Linked DNA regions of Drosophila melanogaster: region 2 is linked to region 1. Evidence: chromatin contacts called from public targeted proximity ligation data. All regions are on one chromosome and are shown on one strand. The core of a region is the stretch at or near the end of the contact, and the rest is flanking DNA. Distances in the headings are between cores, read along the strand shown. Region 1 holds the start of CG32369. Region 2 holds the start of Pdp1 (PAR-domain protein 1).

Region 1 (7,112 bases), core at 1,453-3,952:
CCTTAAGTCCGATAAGTGATTGTAGGCGCGCAGTGATTGAAGTCGATAAAGGAACTTACAGCACTAAATGTGATAAACTCATTGAGCGATTGTTGAAATAATTACTATTTGCTTGCTTGTAAAGAACTGATTGAAAACGACAGTTGTTCTGTATCAACTATGAAATTGCTATCTTATGAAAATGAGTCAACAAATGATTCATCTTCATGAACATTCATGTACCCAAATACGATATGAGCAACAGCTCAGGTGTGGAAATTCCTACAAAGTTGTTTAAGTCTTTCACCAATTTCCTAAAATCCCAAGAACTTCTGATAGAGTTCTTTAATCGCCAAGTAATCACGCCACATAAGCCAATAAATTGCATAACCAAGTGATTATGCTCCGATGGTAGTTTTCGACGTAATTATGAAATCGCATACATTTTCATTGCCTTAATGTTGGCGTTTATTTGGTTTTGTACATTTTGATTTCTTCTTTGATATTTGTTTTATTGGTTTCTCATTTGTCTTGCCGTTTTTTGCTTGGCTCACACGTTTTATGACATTGTATTCGAATGGACGACAATGACGACGGCGATAAACGCTGATATAAATAGCTCAAAATAACTACAAAAGAAACTGGGCTGAAGAATTTATTGAGGCAAGCCAATTAGCAACCAAAAATTTCTACATAGTTTGTGATTTTTCAGGTTTTCGGTTTTGATTTCACACCGATTACACAAGAACCCCCACATTCGCTGTGACTAATTGGCCCGGTCCCTTTGGGCCTTACATAAGTTCGGTGTAGTGTTTGACTTGGTTTATATAACAACGATCCAGCTGTTTGAAGTCTGGCTTCCTCGATATTCGACTCTGAGTCATGACGAACCTTTTTCGCCCGATGACGTATGCAAATAGGTTTTTCCTCTTTTCGAGCTAACCATATTTTTTCAGCATTTCCCCAACCCCTTTGGCGTTTTTCGTTTTGGGCCAAGTGGGCGAACTGTGTTGTTGCGGCTTGTTCATTGGCAGCAAACGTCGCATAATACTCGTAGTACATTGCGTGTCGTAACGCTAAACGTCAACCGAGTGAGAGGGGCATATGCGGTCGAGGGGGGGAGAGGGAAGGAGCCCAGTTTCTCGCTTTGGTAGCTGACGAATATTGGGTGGTGACCCCGACAAATTGGCGAATCTTTAGTAGATTATCGGGGATTGGAAACTGTTAACCAGAGAATTACGAAAGCGATGACAACGCGACAGATTCAAGGAAAATGAATGAAATGAAAATGAAAAAAACTGACGTTTTTTTTTACCAGTTATATTTTATATACTTTAACTTTGTATATAAAATTTGTGTCAACTATAATTTAACGAGGTTGAATTGTTTATTTTCTTAATTTTACTTCTTTTAAAATTCCCAAATCGTTCTTTCCACCATTTGTTTTTTGCTTATCTGAGCTAATTTATCGCGAAATCGTTAAGATATATATTTTTCCACGGAAGTTTTATCACACATTAAATATAAATGATTATCAAGTGCAGGCCGAATTCAATTGGCCACAGAACGTCAACAAAGCAGCGCGGAAAAAACGCTTAGTAATGCCTTTAAAAATATGGCAACACGTAAGAGCCGCCCCTGCAGTTTTCCCTCCGCTAGACTCAAGCAGTGCACTTTTTGTTTTCACAATCATTGCAGATAGCAAATGAAAAACTGTTTTCCCCGACAAAGAGCGAAAAACTAAGAGAGAGACTTGAATGTGCCAATCTTTGAAAACGCAACTTTGTCGAGCGTTCATTCACATTGAAAACAGAGGCATAGCATGTGGTTTGATGTCGTAACACACACAAAGAGAACCCGAAAGAGTGGCAAAGAGAGCGCAGAAATGGAATTACCTGTCGCTGTTGAACCGCGCCTCCTTGTTTTTCCCCAAAAAAGGGTAGGTTTTTCGCGGGGGGTGCGGCGTGTACTGTTGCTCAAGAATCACACACAGACACACACACTAACACACGAAATTCTCCCTCTTCTTCTTGCAATTTATTTAAAATTTTGTTGTTGTATTTAGTTGTATATATTTTTGTTTGCCAAAAATTTATAGCCACACGCGTGCGAAAAAATCGAATTGGGGAATCTATTCACTCGTGTTATGTGTTGTTTGATATTTATATATATTTTTTTTTTTGTTTTGTAAGAACTTGGAACGGCGCTTGTCCGTCGGCTTTACGTAACCCCGCCGCACACACGGGTTAACTTTTTTTCTTTCTTTCTCGTAAAGGGTGTGCGGCAATTTGGGGGGGGCTGCACTTGGACCCCCTTTTTATATTTTGTGACTAATTTATTTATTTCATTTATTCACACCGAGAAACACGCGAGCGAGCACCTTTATTTTATTTTATTTATTTCTTTGATTACGTTGGCGTTTGTTTTGTAATACGCTTACGTTACGCGACGAGACAGAAAGAGAGAGAGCGAACGCACTGGGCGAAAGAAATAGCGACAACAGCAGCAACGGCGGCAACGTGTTCGAGTGGCTCGGCGATGATTTGCTTATGGGGTGCGCTCCACTTTGTTGCTTTTTTATTTGCCTTTTTTATTATTCATACTTTTTTTTTGTATAATTTTTATTATTTTGCTTTTTGTATTTGTATTACGGCCTGGTTTTTTTTTTCAAACTCTCCCTGCTGTCTGAACTTGCCACGGCCGCTGTTCAACAGCGAATGACTGCTGTGAAAAGTCAGTCGTTGGCTTGGAGCGAAAAATTGGCGCTCTCTTTTGGGGTCGACTCTCTTACGCCTCCGTGGATGTGTCTGTTGCGTCATCGATGTCTGTGCCTTGAGCTCTCTTTGTTTAGCACTTCTCTCTCTGGCATTTTATTTTTTTTTTTAATTTTTGCCGGCAAACCGTCAACTGTCACAACAGGCGACGCCAAGAAAAATGATGGGGCAGCGGGGGCTGCGGTGGGTGATTTGCAAAACTATTGGGTTGGGGGATAGTGGGTGGTGTTGGGGGTGCTAGTTTGCCAGTGGGCGTCATTTATCGTATGATGCGCATTTCCGGCGCCACTCAACAGACTACAGCCATATAAACACCAAGCAAACATCAATAATCACAACAGATACGGTCGATTTTCTGTTACTTAAACTAAATTACATATATAAAATTTTGTAATTTTGTTTAATACGCAAATATAGTTTTTAGATTATGTAAAATAGAATAAAAGCTTACTCAAATAACTTATAAAATTAATAACGAAATTTGTATAACAAAATACACAATAGATTAAACTGTGAAAATATAAGTTGATTAATTCTCAGACATGTCATTACAAGATGTATTAATTTTATAATCCTTAAACAGGTTTTGAAGCTATAGATTTCCTATCCCGATAGAGCTCAGAGTTGTTAAAGTTCGTCTGTAATATCGAATATCTGCGTTTCGTAAGTGTTGTGTGGCTATTACATATTGTTTTGTCATTTAACGCAAATTACGTATACGACGCGTTGACCTCATTTGGGTTGATCAACAAATGCAGTTGTCGACAAACTTGGCTTATAACAACCGCGTATCGCTTCCCCTCCCCCTACTTCCCGTCTTTCTCTTTTGGCTCCGCTTGGCTTGTATTTCAAGCTCAAGTTCAACGTTGTCTGTTAGCGGTTGCCTGCATACTACCAGTTTTCATGCTGCTGCTGCTGCTGCTGCTGCTGCGTTTCCATTAACATTTTGAGTGGCCGTTGTTGTTAACTCATTTTTCGCTTTCGTAAGTCTTGGACAGTATAAAAATATGCGGGGCGGGCGAGTGGAGTCCGCTTATGTTTGAGCATTGCTCGCATTTATTGCAACATTTCCCCATAGGGAAGTAATCGAATTGCTTTGCCTCAGGTCTGGGTCTGGTTTAAGCCTGCATTCAAAAAAAAAACAAAGCTTGAAAGTTTACAGATTAAAACATATTAAAATTAACAAAATTTATTCTAATATATATTTTCAAATTTCTGAGTTGTAGAATCTCAATAATCTTTAATTGTTTAGCAATTAACGTTATTTTAGTAGTACCATATATTTTAATACCATGTACAATTATATAATTAAATTTTGACTGTGTACCGGTTATACAGCTCCCATTTCTCAAATAGTTGGCGCTGCTTTTGTTGTTCATCAACGGAAATTAGCTGCGAGTTTCATGTTTGAAATGTTTATTTTGTAAGCAATATATGAGGAAATTAGTTTCAGTTTTTTTTTTTTGCTTTATTATGTTTTTTGCATAATAGTGTATATCACCGATTTGGGCTTTGGTTCAGCTGAATTTGAAATAGGTGTGTGAAGCTGACAAACAAATTATTTATTTTTTTTCGTTGTTTTAGTGAATGTTAATTGAAGTCGGGCGAGTTTCGTTTGTTGCCAAGTGGAAGTGAGAATTTGTCTTATGATTGGAATCCATGGAAGTTTTTCCACAGATTAAATGTTGAATGGTATACATTGTTTTAGAATGCGCATTTTATCCGAACTTGAAGTTCGTCATTTCAGTTCTTGAGTTTCCGGCAGCTTTATTTAGCGACATGTCAACTGCACCCAACAGTTTTAACAGCTTATCTCATATCCAGTTACCATTTTCAGATCCTCTCTCCACTCACCAATTATGCAATCAACTTGACCTCCAGTTACTCAAAACTGTGTATTCCAGCTGCTTTGAAGGCCAACCACTCTGTTTTGACAATGCTGCCCCGAAGTTGGCTATTCGTTCAGAGGAAAAAACTCGCCTAATGGTATACCACAAAATCCACAGAAAAATGAAACAGTTTTTATCATTTTTTTTTTTGCATTTATCGTTTCAAAATTTGTATCTAAACCTTTATTGTTTGTTCTTTCTTGCAGTTTTCGTAAAACATAATTATTCGCCTTGCCTTAATCTCACTTCTTATCTCTTGAAGTTCCTACTAATTAAATTCAGTTTCTATTACGAAATTAAAGACCATAACAGAAGCATAACTTTCTCATTCGGTTAACAAAATCTACAAAAACTTATACAGAATGTTATGGAACTCAATATGAATTAAGTTGAGTGTAAAATAATTAACAAATGACTTGACATTAGGTAGTAAATTATAGCTAATCTGCAGCATCTCGAGCACTTCTGTTGGAGTTTCTTTAGGTTTTCTCTTTTGTTTTTTTTTTTTTAGATTTATTTTGGTTTTGTATATATATCTAGGTACATGTTAGTGTCCTTGCTTAGGCTTTCATCTTTACGTTTTAGCTTAAATTTGGTTTTCATTCGTATTCATTTTTTGTGTTTTGCATGCTGCCAACAACAATTAGGCTGAGTTTCTTGTGGATTTCTTTTTAGCATTGCTCTAATGCCTTAAGCTGATCTTTTACTAAGTGTTTTGAGTACCAAATGAAGTTATCTTGCCTTTTCTTAGGCTTTAAGTTATGCTTTGATCTAGCTTTCGTTTACGCCTCAACTTAAGCTATGGTAGCCTTGTGTTATTTATGAATTTACCTTCAGCTTTTTACGCTTTTCACATATAAAATTATTTGCATTTCGTTTCATTTTGCAAAATTCTCAAAATATAAGTAAAGGCTCTAAAACGCGTTAAGGTCTTTTTTTAGTTTTTGGTTTTATTTAATTAATTTAGCTTGATTTTTTGCAACAACTAACAATTTTTATTTTTTTTTGTTTTGTTTCATCGTTTTTATCTTACTACATTTAAATATTTTTATTTGTGGATTTTTTCGGGGGCTTTTTATTGATTTTAAAATTCAACAACATTTTCGTCTTTAATAATATGTAAGAATATATTTTTATGTATATATATGTATATAAGTTATGTATATGTGTATAATATTATGTATATATTAGCATTTAATATGTTTCGCATTGCCATTCGATTCGCGCCGCCACTTCCGTTTCCGCTACGTTCCCATTTTTTTTTTAAACTCTTACTCACTAAAAACACTCAGCTCTTGCCCGTTACTTACTTACTTAAGTTATCGCTTTGCTAATTTCTCGTTTTTGTTTGTTTTCTGCTTTGCACTGCAACAATTTGTGTCTTTAGTTACTATTTTTAACCCTGCCTAACGATCGCCATTCCTTGCCCGTTTGCTATGTAGTTGAGTGTACTATATGCATACAACTAATATCTGTATAAGATAGATATAAAAATCATCAACTACGAATTTATCTACAAAAGTTATTCGCTTGTTTGTTTATTTTTCCTTGCAGCATGCGTAATTCATTTAACTAATTCTTTGTTGTATATAATAAATATATATATATTAATGCTTATTGTATATTTAACATAATTTCGTTAGTTTTTCAATTTTTATAATTAAACGTTTCATACTTTTCAGTTTTATCGTCTTTTGTTGTTGCTACAAAGTCTACATTTTGTTACGGAACATTCTTATTCGAAAATCTGGGTTTTCTTTTTACTCAAACTGAAGAGAAAATATTCAAATGAAAATGTCTACACAAACTTGTTGCCTAAACTTTCAACAAATACTATTTGCCCTTGAAAAGTTTGCTTTCTTTTGGCCTGGCGAATTCCACGCCCGAAAGTAGACTACAGAATTCGCATCCTCCCCTTTTCGAATGCGTGAGTGTGTTTGTGGGTATGTCTGTGTGTGTCAGCCAAACTAATTTTCAAATATCTTAGTTCGGTTAAGAGTTTTTATTTTATTTTGTTTTTTTTTTCTTTATTCAACAATTCTCTACATAAACCAAAAAATTGTCTACAAAAATTCAACTACAAACTACGGAAAACAATAGTTGTTAAAAATATACAAAACTACGCTTAACCAAAGTTGTGTAAGGGGAGGTCTACTGCTCGTTCAATTGATGGCCAGGCAAATGAATTAGTTTTTCACCTCTACGCGCAATTTATATTACTTAAGTATAAATATTTTTATATAAATATAACATGATTTTTGTTTTACTTCTGGTTTGTTGTACAAATATGTAGCAATTGCTTGAATCTGCTTAGTCGTATAGTCCGCTATTTGAGTTATCCATAGGTGTTAAGTTTATCGTATATGTGTGAATTCATTCAACAACCGAAGCTCAACAATTTTCATTTTGCAAAATGACACCCAACTTTTTTCATATGTTTTTTTTTTTTTGTTTTCATTGGGTTAATTGT
Region 2 (7,112 bases), core at 1,777-4,276, 58 kb after region 1:
TCGTTATTGCAAATTGACGTAATGGGCAGTGGAAACGAGCTGGCAGAAGAATAAGGAGGAGCCAGGAAGCCGAGTTGGAATAACTAGGAGAATAATGCAGGAAACGAGAAGGCCACAACTTTTTGCTGACTTTCCGAATATTTAATATGCACTTTTGAGCTTAAACATAAATAATATCCAGGAATCGGCGGTAGCTAAGGATTATTACTTAACGACAGACAGCGGTCTTTGCTGACCAATTAAGTTTTCGATTTAATAAAATATTTGTTGTAGCATTTTAAAATCTCTTATCTTCAGTAAAGAAAACTTTAAAACTTTACTTTGTTTGGTTTTTTTGTTAGATATTCCATTTAATTAATTTGTAAAATATGTATAAAAATGTTTCGGTGGTTCCCATATCTCATCTCCCCAGCGGTTGTAAATGTTTCAAGTTATTTACCAGTCATAAAATACCCCTATAAATAGCAGGTGACCATATAGAATATCGGAACTGACTCGATAAGCCTCATTTGACGAATAAATGTCTAGTGAATTTAATCTTGGGGCGATTCCCATGAATGGGGACTGTACCGCACCGCTTCCCGATCGATTGAAAACAAACGCCTTGGCATCGCTTTTTGCTCCATGCGTATGGTACATGTATACTATGTGTTTTTATCATCACGCCACCGAATGTCCAAGTCCACTCTCGATTCCACTTGCAAGACTGACCGACCCCAAATTAAAAAACAAAAAAAAACGCCTGACTCAGATTGCTCAGAAATTTTCCAAAACTGCCCAGACGCGTTGTATTTTTTTTTTTCGTATAGAGGCGCGTGCCAATGGAAGTCTTGGCTTCAGGTTAGTCGCGTGTTTGGTGACCCGATTTTAAGAACAGATTATTGAGTCGTTTTAAACCAGATAATGCCTGCTGGATCAGCCTCCCAAGCTACGACATATGGCGATTGTTTTGGTTTTGGGTGGCATTTTTCGAATTGCGTTTTGCATCAGTAAAATTTCCACGCCCAGAAGCGTGCGTTGCGATCTTATCAGCCGGAGCAGAGTGAATGGAACTTGGAGGTTCTAAGACAGCCACTAAATCCCCGACCTGACCATGTGATCCGATCGCTGGAAAAAAAAAACAACCGAACCCCAGATCGTGAGAGTTGTTTCTGTGGGGAAAACACGATCGTGAGTCTCGCACTCTCGCGAGCTTTTAATGAGAGCTTTGTCGATTCGATCCAGAAGTTGCTAGAAAATAATGAATATCAGGGTACAACAGGTGCACTGAAAAAAGGGCGTGCAACGAGAGGCTTATCAGAAGCTGTGGGTATTAATAATACTATAAAATTTGTCGTTGCATATTAGAACTATGAAAATGGAATCCTTTTCATTATTATTATTTTTCAGGTTCATAATTTTTTAGCTTATGAACCAATATCTAAGATCTATGGACTTTCCCTGTCTGATTAAAACAAATGCAATATATTATTTACAAAATGCATTCTGTAAATATAGATAATTAAATCTAAAGTTTCTCACAAGTAAAAGGCTCGAGAACAAATGGAATCTTTATTATATGCATGGTCGTCTTTTCAAGCCCTCTAAAAATGAGCAATGGGATGGCAACTGTGTGACTGTGTGTCGTAAATGTTTATAATTAAAACTAGCCCCTGCCTACATCCACACCATAATCATCGTAATCACCATCCGCACAGCCACAACTCACTTTTTATGCGGCCCAACTATATCATGAGGGTAAATATTTATAGTCGCCTGGTAACCTCGTCTTTCCTTTCCTCCTGATAACGAAGCCGGCGACAACGATGACAGTGCAATTGATTGTGATTATGGAATGGCGACAACTGTCGACGACGACGTCGTCGTTTCTATTTCACCAATTCTGGACAGCAGTCCATCATGGCAACCCAAAACTGAGTACTGGATAGGGGGAAATGAGCTCAATCCAAGAATCCACGCTATTTTATCGAGCACCCCAACATTTGATTAGTCTGATATCAAAGGCCTCAAGTGCCGACGCAAGATCCAACGGGGTCAGTTTTGGGGCCTATGCATATCGATCGCAGGTGATCGGGTTGGTAAATACTAGTTTATCTCGGGGAAGTCGTTCGGTGGAGTGGCTAAGTGGTCGGAGGGGTGGGAACCTGATTGGGCTTGGGGGTTTCCTGGGCGGGGTCCACAATATATCAATTAGGCGGCATCTGGATTGTACTAATTAATGACGGCATGCTGTGTAAATTCCGAATTATTCATTGCTATTGAGTACGGCTGCACTGGGTATTTATAAATATATAAATTTTAAGACTAAAGCAAAAAAATTAAAAGTTTGTTTCAGCTTCTCTATCTTCAGATCCCCCAATTTAGTGTGTGAAAGTATGCTACAAAAATCCTTCGAAATCCTTTAGCCACTCCTAATTCAGGTACCTCTTAGTCTCGATCCACTGTACCTCGTGACGTTTCTATTGAAGGCCGAACACAATATACAAGCACTCTAATTTTGCGTGTGCGTACATAAGCTACTATTTGCTTAAGGCTCCGCCGCTAGGTAAATAAAAAATCACCATAGAAATGGAAATAGCAAAAAAAAATAGAAAATCAAAGAAACCAATTTGTAGCAATCTGAAGACAAAATCAAATAATTTGTCACATGGCGGGCTTAACCACGGCAAAATAGAAAACAAAAAAATAAATAAAACCGTGCAAAAGCTTACTATCACACGCCCCCACAATGCTCTCTTGAGCTCTTTCTCTTTTTCGCGCACAAAGTGTGAGTGAGAGGCAGAGCAAACAAAACCGATTCGCACTCTCGCCAATGCACGTGTTACCTTTGTTGGGGCTTTCGATGATTCGGTGAGAGGGGCAAGGGGGCAATGGACAGGTGCCTACGCTACCACTTACCTCGCACGGATAAGTCCATGATATTCTCCTTGGGCTCGCTCATTGCACACTCTGTGTCCTCCTATCGATTGCAAGTGTTTGAAAACCGATTACCGATACACACGGTCGCAGCAACAACGCGTAACTGAAACTATTTTCCAAAAGATTAAATCATTTCGATGGCGGCGCGGGGGAGCATTGGGACATAAATTGGAAATCAAAATAAGAGCAACTTCAAGTACTCATTCTCACTCTGCTCTCTCGCTCTCTCTTTTTGGTGCAGCCGGCAGAATGTAATCACGTGGTCTTTATCTTCACTGGAGCCATTCAGGGGGCCAGAGCGTGAGGGGGCTAGTTGCGGAGAAGCAGCGAGAGAGCCAAGCGGCATATGTCCATCTCGCTCGCTCGCATGGCCCTCTTATATAAGCCTTATGTAACGGAGAGTCGCAGGGGCATGCGCACATGGCAACAGTGGATCGTGGGGCCATAAAAATAGAAATCTATACTAAGTACCCACTACGAACGACTCTGACTAATCGCCGTATTTCTATTTTAGTAGCTAGGGGTCAGGTTGCAGAAGGATTCCATCAAATATTTTACGTCTATAAATAAATAAATATCATAAATCATTTAAATTATAAAATTATTTAAATATATTGATATGAATAAAAACACATTAAATGTGGTTCATAAAATATTTAATATTTTTACATTTAAAAATAGTTTTAGATGACTTCCAATTTTAGTTTAAATACTTAAATTCCTACTAGTAAAATGATATGACCTTAAGTTTTGGGTCATGCTTTTCGAAATCAGTAAGCTATGGAGTTCTTTGTCAAAAGGGGGTTATGTACAAATGTTCATCAAAGGGAATTAAAGCACTTCTGTTATGATAAAAGCTTGAAAATCCTTCCCCTAAGCTAGATAAACAGGGGCAAACATCAGCGCAGCGCAATCAAATTGATTGGCAAGCTGTCTCCCCAATATAGATACCACATAAGGTATGGGAATTAGGCCGGGGATTAGTCAGCGGAGGAACGAATGCTAATGCCTCCTTAGAAGGGGGAATGGTAAAACAATTTCCATTTCTCAACCGATATTATTAGTTTCGTTGAACAAAATTTGCACTGGAAAAAAACCCTTTTCTTACTCATGATAAAATATAAAAACTAATTAATTTTAAGACATTTGGAATAATATTTATAATGAATACTAAGATGCAATCTATTTAACTAAAAGAAGAACAAAAATAAACTTTATCTTTTTAATATACTTTTTCATATTTTCTTGTAAAATACAATCTACATTTTTCAAATTTCTTGGCGCGCCAAATCATTAACATTTCTACATTTGAAAACATGTTAACGAATTTAATGTATTTATAGACTTTTATTATTATAGACTCTTGTGCAGTTAACTAAGCTATTGACTAAATGCTATAAGCTAAAAAAAAAGTCTCTATAAAATCACTTAAATGTATACGTTCAAGACGTTTCTTTCATTTAATTTGTTAAATTTAGGTTTCACGATCTGATCTTATGACATAAAAACGATTGTTTAACAAAATGCTTAGCATACTTTTAAGCATATTTTTTTTACTGTTGTTGCACTGTTATTAAGAGAATAGCTAGCTGTTAAGACATTCTTTGCAGACTCTGTTTTATTCGGTTGCCTTGGTAACTTCTTCATTCATTTATTTCAGAGAGAACGAGCTTACTGTTAATAACATTAACATTAACATTGGAGATCGAAATAATAACCCAAGCAGGGTGACCCAAGCACAAACTGTCTGCGAATTTGGCGGTAACATACAGTTGGTCTTCCAGTTAGGTTTCCACCTCGGCCGGGAAAAGTCGCGTGAATTACGAGAAGCAGCAAACTGTTGTAAAGTTGAAAAACAAGCTATTTATTAGTAGAACATTATTCTTGAACATTTAATAACAACAGTTCGCACTAAAATTCAAACCCAACAACATTTCAACGAATCAATATTTCCCAATTTTTCTGGATTTTAGTACAGTAAAACTCATCAATTCGGGCGCAAACGAAAACTAGCTGCGGCTTTATGAATTTTGTTTGTGTTATGCGCGCGCGAATAAATCCCAGAAATTGATTTCCATTGAATTTCTATTAAATTGTATTGAAAAAAATCCTTCGAGTGTCAAAAACTAATTGATTTGTGCGTGAGTGTGTGAAAGTGAACTTATGGGTGCGTGAAAAAATGCAATAATCCAAAGGGAAATACCGCTAAAGAGGAAAACATCAACAATGCCAATTTAAAAGAGACCAACAAAAAAAAATAGCAGAGAAAGAGGCAGCACAAGGGAAAATTCAAATATATAAATAAAGAAATCCCGTTTTAGCCAATAGAAATGCACAAAACCACAACAAACATGCAGCAGACAACGGATCTTGACTTTGATTTCCAGATGCCGTGTCGCTATTTCAAAAGTTCTTTTGCGCGTTCGCTTTCGCTCAACAACAACAACAACAACAACAACAACAACAACAACAACAACAACAATGCCTTGACATTGCCCAAGAAGCCGCCAACAAACGAGGCCAAACTACAACAACAACAACAACAGCAGCAGCTGGAGAATCAGGAATCGCTAGAGAGAGACAACGAACAGGATTCCCCCTGCGCCACCCCGCCCCCCGCTCTGCCAGCACGACGTCACACCGCCAACATGATACACTTTGGCGCCTCTAATCAGCTGCTCACCGCCCAGCCGCCCCATCCCCCTCAGCATCCACAACCACCGGCACAATCCGCCAGGAATCTCAATCTCGTCTGGCCAATGCAACCGACACATCAGCCAACACAGCAGCAGGTTAGTACAGTAATCTTTGCGCCAAACGAGAATTCTCGGAATTTAAATTCCGCAGTAATGCCAACATTTAACGTTATGAGGAAATGCTTGGGCTACAAAAAAAATTAAGTACATATGTATATGCGTTAAGGGAAATTTATAGAAACAACGTGATTTTCAAATATTTTGTTAAAATTATTTACAAACAATATTAAAAACAGTTAATACTATGTACATATTTAATTAACAACTTTTTCTGAATTCAAGTTCACTTTTCTTTGACTTGGAATTCCCTGAAGTTCTGTTACGCGAGTGCCCACTGTATCACTTTATGCTTTCTTTGCTTGGAACGCGTCTCCGTCTCCCCTCTCACTCTGCCCCACATCCCCCGGCTCCCTTAAACTTTGCTATGTTGCCTTGGCATTAAAGAAAAAAGTTCAGTTTCCTTTTTGGAGCAACTGGATATTTATGTCACCTTGTTGTTTGTCACGTAGCCTTGACAGCCTCCCCTTAACAACCCCACTACCCCCTCTTCTGCCCACAAAAATCCTCGCCTCCTTTGGCGTCTTGCAGTTGTTGTTGTTATTATTGTTGTTGTTGCTGGCCATGATATGACAAAGTTTTTGTTTCACTGATTTTTTTAAGGTCAACTTGATTTATGTGCGAAAAGTGTCGTGTGTGGGTCGAAATTGGAGAGTAAACTTCACTTGGCATTGATAAGGGTGATAAGGGGGCATAGTTGGGGGTCTAAAGTGGTTGAAAGGCGTATATGTAACATTTATTAAGTGTCTCAATGAATTTGCCAGCAAACATCAAGTGGAATTGAAAGTTGCATCGGGGTAACTTAGCACAAAAAAAAAAAATGGGTAGTAAGCTGTAAATAAAAATGTTCTTGAAAATTTTCATCAAATTTAGTTCTCAATTAAGCTAACAAAAATGTAATAATAGGATTTACAGTGGCTTACACATCATAAATTAATGGAGCGTAATTTAAATATTGCGGGAACTTCAATAAATGCTAATAATTCATTCGATTTATTGAAAATATAAATTTATAAATAAATATAAATAAATTTATAAATAAATTTATAATTTATAAATAAATTCTTTCAATTAAATGAGCAATATAAATGTCAAACATGAATAATTGAATAAATATCAGTTCCAATACTTAAACAAGATATTGATATTTGAAGGTAGTGTAATATTTCAGAAATTACATATATTTTACATCAATATCATTTTTCTGCGTTATTAGATTAGAAACATAGATACAAATAATTTTTTTTGCTAATAACTTTCTTCCCCATGTTTCGTTTAACTGTTTAAAACATTTCCCAAGTTATTGCAACGAATTCTTTATATTTCCTCTGCCATAAAATCCGATGTTTCCACCTCCAATTTTCATTTCCTTTAATTTGA

Evidence for each region.
Region 2: a contact with region 1 is called in a targeted proximity ligation map of the Kc167 cell line, with 4 times the contacts expected there. A contact is called at or near these places in 22 of 107 Hi-C or Micro-C datasets (the Clone 8 cell line, the D17-c3 cell line, the Kc167 cell line and 10 more) and 5 of 7 datasets of targeted methods (the Kc167 cell line and the S2 cell line).

What each region holds. Positions count from the first base shown.
Region 1 is chr3L:7,807,123-7,814,234 of dm6, forward strand. It overlaps CG32369, which reads right to left and starts at 2,703. Exons shown (of 7, transcript NM_001259731.3): 1 at 1,875-2,703. It also overlaps a transcript of Pdp1 not described here.
Region 2 is chr3L:7,864,343-7,871,454 of dm6, forward strand. It overlaps Pdp1 (PAR-domain protein 1), which reads right to left and starts at 3,027. Exons shown (of 5, transcript NM_168233.3): 1 at 2,899-3,027. The coding sequence starts at 2,941. It overlaps CG32365, which reads left to right and starts at 4,700. Exons shown (of 5, transcript NM_168240.2): 1 at 4,700-4,761; 2 at 5,241-5,711. The coding sequence starts at 5,250.